2 separate regions of the Rattus norvegicus genome follow, and region 1 is linked to region 2. The links are chromatin contacts, called in public HiChIP or PLAC-seq maps. All regions are on one chromosome and are shown on one strand. The core of a region is the stretch at or near the end of the contact, and the rest is flanking DNA. Distances in the headings are between cores, read along the strand shown. Region 1 holds the start of Kat7 (lysine acetyltransferase 7). Region 2 holds the start of Pdk2 (pyruvate dehydrogenase kinase 2).

Evidence for each region. HiChIP or PLAC-seq counts read pairs in DNA pulled down with a chosen protein or histone mark.
Region 1: an H3K27ac HiChIP or PLAC-seq map of oligodendrocytes shows a contact between it and region 2, with 6 times the contacts expected there. The contact joins the promoter of Kat7 here to the promoter of Pdk2 in region 2. A contact is called at or near these places in 1 of 12 Hi-C or Micro-C datasets (frontal cortex) and 1 of 1 datasets of contacts at active chromatin or transcription factors (oligodendrocytes).

The regions. Positions count from the first base shown.
Region 1 is chr10:80,749,769-80,753,724 of GRCr8, reverse strand. Kat7 (lysine acetyltransferase 7) reads left to right here and starts at 1,338. Exons shown (of 15, transcript NM_001415103.1): 1 at 1,338-1,507. The coding sequence starts at 1,493. LOC102546598 (a long non-coding RNA gene) reads right to left here and starts at 1,228. Exons shown (of 3, transcript XR_001840387.3): 1 at 1,088-1,228.
Region 2 is chr10:80,482,522-80,486,639 of GRCr8, reverse strand. Pdk2 (pyruvate dehydrogenase kinase 2) reads left to right here and starts at 2,728. Exons shown (of 11, transcript NM_030872.2): 1 at 2,728-2,943. The coding sequence starts at 2,826. It overlaps LOC120095177 (a long non-coding RNA gene), which reads right to left. Exons shown (of 2, transcript XR_005490425.2): 2 at 2,765-3,934.

The sequences.
Region 1 (3,956 bases), core at 89-2,588, 270 kb before region 2:
AGCCTCAGATTGAAATTCTGATAGGGGTCTGTGGTGACTTAGTGGATAAAAGCACTTGATCTGTCAACAAGCCTGGTGACCTGAGTTTGATCCCTGAGATCCCATGAAGGTGGAAGTTAGGAATCTACTCTCCAAAGTTGTCCTCTGAGCATTCACTGGTCATGACACACACACAGACAAATAAATCTGGAACCAGAATCCTATCTTGGTAACTAAGGTTGTCTTGATCCCAGCAAGTCACTCTTGGTCCACCTTGGTTCTCTCAAGTCCCCTGATGTTAATTAACTTCAAGGCCTGTAACCACTTAACAGACCTCTCTTTTTCGAGACAGGATCTAGCCGGGAACTCGCTGTGTTGACCAGGTTGGCCTTAAGGTCAAGATTTGGTTCTGCCGGCTTCACAAAGCATGTACCACCCTGCCTGGTTCCAAGCTTTTCGTACAGCTCTTCTTTCACTCTTAATTTCTCCTTCTTAAGCCCTTTTATTATTACTTAAATACCCACTCCCTTTCCAGTGCCTTTCAAAATACTATTTCTCTCTCCACCCAATTCTTGGCTCCTGCATTTGTACTACAGAGGTTACAAGGGCTGAATGGGGACAGCACCCTCATATTCAGATCACGCCCTGGGCCCCTCTCCGGGCCACCCGAAGCTCTCAAACCAGAGTACTGATAAGTCGGGGGCGTTTCACAGCAGAGCTAAATTGGGAATTCTTTGGAGCTACGGCATTCGGAGAATGGCTCTGCACCATCCTGTAACATGGACGTAACTTACTAGCTGTTCTCTTAATATAAGGACAATGTGTCCCCTACTGCACTTCCAGACTGATATAACCCTGTCAATCCTTTATTCAAGCCCCATTCACACCACTCCGGAACACAGAGTAGCTCTTACAACAGTTCCTTGTGCAAAAATATCTCTAGCCAGCTCTAAGTTCACATGATAAACGGAAACGACTTTTGACCGACTAGGAAATGAAAGGGTTAAAGCTCGACAACCTGATGGATTCTGGGGTTTTCCTCCTTCCACGCTGCAAATTAAAACGACCAGGAAGGGAGTTTGCCCAACGTAAAGATGAAAACGATTACCTTCAACTGCCAGACTTCTGCCCCAAACAATCATGGCTACCTAATTCCACAACGGATGCCGCATTCCTATCTAGAAATGTCTAGTCCAAGGTTTCACAATTGGTGTCGTCTCCTGCCCAATTCCAAAATGGCGCTGACTAGCCTCAGTACAAGTTTCGAACTTCCTTGTATTCTCACTGGCTTAAAGGTCAGGTGACGCAAGCCTCAGCCGGAAGTGAAGGAAAAGGCGCTTCCAGCCCGCGGCGCCTGCGCAGAAGGCTCTAGACGCTGAGAGGCAGGAGGCACTTGGGATCGTCCGCAGCGTTTGGAACTGTTACAGAGGCCGCCACGGAGCCCGCCGGAGCCCCCGTTCCTGCTGGTGCTGCCGCCGCCCGAATCGGGACCGTCGGGCTGCAGCCGCCGGCAATGCCGCGAAGGAAGGTGAGAAATGGCAGAGAAGGGATGGCGGGCTTCTAAGGGGAGTCGATTGAGCAATGTGACGCGGTTGGCCACGCCTCGCAGTGGTTGGGTTCCAACTTTCTGTTCCCTCGAACCTAGCCTAGCCAACCTGTCTCCTCTCGGTACCAGACGGAAAAATGTGGGCCCGACCCTGGCCTCGGCCTATGCCTGTAACTATTCCCGCCCTCTGCTTTCCCTGATCGGAGGCGGTCTTGTTAATTGGTCGCGGAAACGCCTAGAAGCATATTGATTGGATGGTGACGCCGCCTGTTTGGGCCCAACGGTCACCTCCCCGCGTGCGTGGGCGGTGTCTGTGTCTGGCTCCGGTACTCTCCGACTGGCTGTGGCGAATGCTCTCTCTTCTCTTTATTGGCCCAGCTTCGCAGTCTGTTCTTGTGGCGGGTGCGGCTTAGCAAGGCCTGGATTGGGTCGACCGACGCCCCGCCCTTCCGGATAGAGATGGCGATAGGTGTAAAGGCGAGTTGGGAAGACTACTTTTCTTTCCAGGTGGGGGGTGCAACAAAGCAGAGGATGGGTGATTAGCCAGCGCCCATCCCCAAGGGATAGCTCGCAGGCCTGTTGCATCTCAGACAACGTCTTCCACGTATTTGTTCAGTTTGACATTTCCTGGTCAGTAAACGTTTGGTGAACTGGATGACATTTGTCCCATATGTTTAGTTGTAAAATGCAGAGAGCAGTGCTACATGCTAGTTGCTAGAGATTCGAAGATTATATGTGATGACTGGTTTAAAGGGTTTTCGCCGTTCAGTGGAGAACACAGAGAAGTAACCATAGAAAGCGCAGTACAGTCTCTGCTTGAAATTGTATACACTGTAAGCAGTTTGGGAAATAAAAGTAAAGAGCCGACTTTCAGGGTTGAGCAAGGCAGAATTGATAGGAGGTAATGGACAGGTATCTAGGCCTTTGGCTGAGAGTACCTTAAAGTTAGCCTTTTAGTGACATTCTGTGGCTCTGGTGCCTCTACTTGTGGTCAGATTTTGAATGAAATAGTTGGATGGATAGATGGTTGGTATTCGTATTTCTGCAGAGCTCACTCTTCGTGGAAGTTTTCCAAGTTAAATATTTACATTAATGTCTCTTACAATGACCAGAGTTGACAGGTAGTGTTTATTTATATTGAGGCACACCAAATGCAGGAGACATACTGGTATGTTGGAACGGTCTAGTCTCCTTTTCCAAGTTTCCAAATGTCAACATGGAAAATGGAAATACTTACTGGATGTTAATGGACAAGCCTTTAGTTCCAACACTTGGGAGGTGGATCTCTGTAGTTTGGGGTACATATGGTCTATGTCCTGGGAGGTCCTGTCTCAAAAAGAAGAAAACAAATGTAAGTTCTTGCTGGATGTAGTGGTACAGATCTGTAGTCCTGGCCCCCTAGAGGCTGGGGGTGGGGGCTCATCATGAGCTTAAGGCAAACCTAGGCTATATAATAAATTCCAGACCAGCCTGAGCTAAATAGCAAGATCCTATCTCAAAAATAACAACAAAAACAAAATGTAACTATGTTAGTAACTTGTTGGATGCAAATCTTTCCTAAACTAGCCTTAGGTTATTTAGGTTTTTTATGTCTCATGTTAGTGTGACATTAAATTTCTGTTTGCTGTAGAAATATTAATTAATGTTTTTAGTGTGGGGCGTTACTCACCGGTTGTGTTCTTTGTAAGAATCTAGTAACTCCCAAACATACTTGGCCCGAGGCAACTTATTCTTTAAAGAGTAAAGGGTTGGGACCTGGAGCTAGGCTGTAGCTCAGTGGGCGTGGTTAGTGCTACGAAGCCCTGACTTCAGTCCTTAGTGCATCCATCCCACTCCTGTCCTCTGCCAAGAATATTAGGACTGAGGTTGAGGGGTTGTGATTGCAGCAAATATTCTTTTTCTGGCGTAGAAAAGGATAAGTGTAAGTGCTTAATTGATACAGGTAATCTATAGGGGCTGGAGAGATGGCTCAGCCAGCGGTTAAGAGCACTGTCTGCTCTTCCAGAGGTTTTGAGTTCAAATCCCAGCAACCACATGTAATGGGATCTGATGCCCTCTTCTGGTGTGTCTGAAGACAGCCACAGTGTACTCATATACATTAAATAAATAAATCTTTTTTTTAAAAAAGTTAACCTCCATAGCTAATCACGCCTCAGGAGGCTGACAGTTATGATAGGGTGTGGTGTGAGTTTCTAAGAGCCTGGCATGTGGGGTCTCAGATTATTCAGAGGTTCAGCGTACTTGTTGCTCTTGCAGAGGACCTGGGTTTCAAGCACCCACATGGTGCCTCACAACCACTTATGACTCCAGTTCCCGGTGATTTGACAACCTCCCTGGACCTGAGGGCATGTATGTGATACACAGGCAAAACTTTCATACGTATAGAGTAAAAATAATCTAATTTTTAAAAAACCTGGTTTGAATACCTACT
Region 2 (4,118 bases), core at 1,479-3,978:
AGGATGGTCTTGAACTCCTCTCCCATACTAGGGTATCAGGTTTTGACCCAAACTGACTGGGACGGGAGAGAGGGGGCAATGGGAAAGGGAGAAGTCCCATCTAATTTGCCTGGCTCTTGAAAGCACACCACCTGTGCCACCTGCCACCTCTAATCATTAGGCTGGTAGATGTCTAGGGATCCTCCCTCACAGCCCCGAGGCCTCTCTGCCAACCTCACTTCCTTTCTTCGGTCTGCCTACTCTACCACACGTCAGGCTCTGTGCCCAGTACTGTAGATAAAGCAATGACCAGGTCAGACACAACCTGTGTCCTCCTTAAGCTAAAGTCCAGTGGGGAAGATCCACGAACCAGCACTTAGCCTACTCCGTGAGAAGCTCTCAGGCCTTCCTAAGATCAGGAGAGGCAGGCAGGGAGCCCAGCCCAGCACAGGAGCTCAGCAAAGCTTTCCTGAAGGAGAAGATGACTAAACAGCCAAGACCAGAAGAATAGGTACAGGGGGGTTGAGAAGAATGAGTCAGAGGCCCCCGCCCCCACAACTCTCCAAGTAAAAAGAGATAGCATTGTCAGTGGGTTAAAGATTAGAGGGGGGGGGCAGGGCGGCAGGTACATGGCGTTGGAGCATGGGAATGTGGAAAGATGACGCTAAGGAATGGAGCCAAAGCGGATACTGGGACAACTGGAAAGGCTCCAGCAAGAGGTGGAAAGGTGGACCTGGAGAATTGACTCAGCGGGTAAGAGTACTTAGTGTACTCTTGCATAGGACCTGGGCTGTGCTCTCAACATCTCCATCAGGCAGCTCATAACCACCCATAACTCCAATCCCAGGCAATCAGATGCCCTCTAACCTGCATGCTTGTGGTATACAAAGACTCACTCGGGTACACGTACATACAGATTGTAGCTCCTTTTTAAAAATTTATTATTATTATTATTATTATTATTATTATTATTATTATTATTATTATTATTATTATTTTAAAGACAGGGTTTCTCTGTGTAGCCCTGGCTGTCCTGGAACTCACTCTGTAGACCAGACTGGCCTTGAACTCTGAGACCTTCCTACCTCTGCCTGGGATTAAAGATATACCAATATTTTTTTTTTTAAGGCTCTGAGTAGGGAACCAACAAGGTCAGGTTTGTAGTAGAGAGTGCTTGCCAACTCTATTTTCCTGTCTATAAGAGGGAGGAAAATATATAATAATCCAGGCAAACAGTGCCTAGCACACAGCATTATGCCTTCCATGGTGAGTTCTTGTTTTGTGGTTACAGTTATATTCTGTTATAACTTGCAGTGTGTGTGTGTGTGTGTGTGTGTGTGTGTGTTGTGATTGGGGATCAAACCTATAGTCTTGCACATTCTAGGAAAACATTCATTGAGTTACTACCAGCCCAACCCCACCTCCTCTCCCTTTTTGAGAAAAGAGCTTATTAAAGTACTCAGGCTGTACTTGAACTCACATTACCTCAGGCAGGCCTTGAACAGAACTCCCAGAACTCCTCCTGCCTTAGCCTCCAAGAGCAGCACCAGGCTCTACTAAGCCAAGCCTTGACCCTGCCTGTGCTTCGCGGGGATGTGGTAAAGGCCGGTAAACCACTGAATAACCAATAGTTAAAAAAAAAAAAAAAAAAAAAAAAACCCAAGAAATCTTTGAAAGCCCAGAGAGTGGGGAACATACCAAGTTTTACCAAAAGAGGGCGCATGACATTTCGCAGGAAGGAGGCAGGGACCTGCTAGAAAGAGTGGGCTAGGCTCCCAAGCTTGTAAGATGCCTTAGCTCCTGGGGACTTGCAATAAATAAGGAAGCCAGAGGCACAGACAGTTGTCATCTTAGGCTAGGTGCACAGAAGGTTGCCTTCTCAGGTGGTTGTGTAAGACGCGCAAGGTTTTATACTCAGTCAAACGAACTAGGTAATAATGAAATGGAACTTCCTAAAATTAGCTCATGCCTCCGCCTCTGCCAGTCCTGAGGGGTTTAGCTCCGGCTGTTTTTGTTGTTGTTTTTCAAGAACCGAAGATCAATACAGGGCTTCATGCTCACTGAACAGGTGCCACGCCCTCTGAACTACACTCCCACCCTAATTTTTGGATGTTTTTCACGAGGAACAAAAAGAAAAGGAAAGAAAAGAAGAGAAAAGAAAAAAGAAAACGCCACCTTTTCCTGGGCCTCTAGTATATTATGGAAGTCAGCGGGTTGCACGCATATAGGATAGCTTATTATAAGCTTGCATCCTGGTTCCAGATTTTACAAGTGTTCATTCAGGGTCCATCATAGGAGTGAGAAACCACTATGAGCCCCTATGGCAGAACAGGTAAGCAGGTTGTCAGGTCAAACAGATGCCTTTAGGAAAGGGACAAGGCAGGGAAGGGAGGGTTAAAGGAGACAGGGAATGAACCAGGGAAAAGCAAGAGTAGGTCAAACGAAGTGCTTAGCGGGGCTCTGGGGAAGAAGGGGTTAACCCAGGACTCGCCCCTAAGAGGTCTATGGTAGTTGGCGACAGGAGGCGGGACTTTAGCATAACCCAGGAAAACAACAGGCCGTCTCCAGCACCTTCACGGTTAAGGGGGTGGGCCCCGAGGAGAGCCACGTGTCGAAGCGCAAGGCTATTGGCTCTCCTGGAGTTGTTTGTGCGCGACCATTGGCGACGTCGAGGCGCCGGGACAAGCCGATTGGCTAGACGTTGGAGGCACCGCCAGGGCAAGGGTAGGGAGGAGGCGGCCGAAGCTGGTCTCCCGGCTGTGCTTGGCCGTGCGGAGGGCCGGTGCCAGCACCTCCAGCTCCGGGACAGCAGCGGGAGCCAAGCCCGAGCCGCAGGCGTCGTCGCCATGCGCTGGTTCCGGGCGCTGTTGAAGAATGCGTCCCTGGCAGGGGCGCCCAAGTACATCGAGCACTTCAGCAAGTTCTCCCCGTCCCCGCTGTCCATGAAGCAGTTTCTAGACTTCGGTACGGAGTCGGCGTAGGCGGGCACCGGGGACGGTGGGCGCGGGGAAGGAGACCCTGGCAATGAGAGGTTAACGTCCGAGGAAGAGGTCCTGGGTGACAGGAGGGTTGGCTTGGAAGAGTATGGACAGGAATGGGTAAACAGCCAGGCAAGCTTGGCTGCCCACAAAGAGTTAAGAGTGCCCCTTCACAGTTAACTAAGAATGGGGGCGCGGAGAAAGCGTTGCGAAGGATCGTGGAGAGTAAGAGGCAGTGAAGGTATAGGACCGCATGAGAGAGTTAGTGGGGGATCTCGGCCACTGAGAGTGGGCGGCCAGGAGTAAACAGGGGACATGGTGCTGGGAATGCTAAAGAGATTCAGTCATCCGGAAGACCTGTGCTGTGCACGAAGGGTGGGGTACTTTTGAACAGAGCAAGGGAGAAATGCCTAGGCTGGCGGGAAGGGGGCTCCTTGAGTAGGAGGTGCTAACAAGAGGAGCTCCCCAACTGGTGATCCTCCACCCACTGCAGCTGCCCACTGGGCAAGGACACTTGAAGATCAAATCTGTTCTGCCCTGGCAGCAGTTCCTAACTGGGCAAAGCCCAACTTACCATGAGGTAGTCAGGTGGCTTGCACCCTCCCGTGGCTATCCCTGCGTTTCTGAAGATCACCCACTCTGTTCTGAGGGTTGAGGTGGCTTTGGGGTTGTGCCAAGTGGTGGATAGAGACATTGTGTGGCCCTGTCTGTCTACATGGCATTCCCATGGTGCCAGCTGGGGATCAGGAGTGGGCCCAGGTCTTTCAAGAGTTGGCTGTGTCACAGGCAGGAGGACAGGGAAATGGCAGGCAAAACTTGGGCACCTGTTTTCCAGGATGGGCCTTTGTGTCTCCCTGTTCAGTTAGCGTTGTGAGCGTTGCTTGTGTAGGATATCCTCTAGGGCCCACTCCAGGACCCAGAAAAGTGCCACAGCTAGAAGGGGCTTGCAGTAGTCTGATCCGCCTGTATGGGAAAAACTGATGATGACACACAGTAAGTCTCAGAAGTAAGGCCTTGTTTTGGTCCTAGGTCTCCCGTCTCTAGACTGACACTACTCATTCCTCTACTGCCTATTAATCTTGACCCTGGACCAAGGTCCCCATTTGCCTCACAGATGGTCATTAACATAGCCAATTCTATGTTGGCATTCATCTGTTTCCT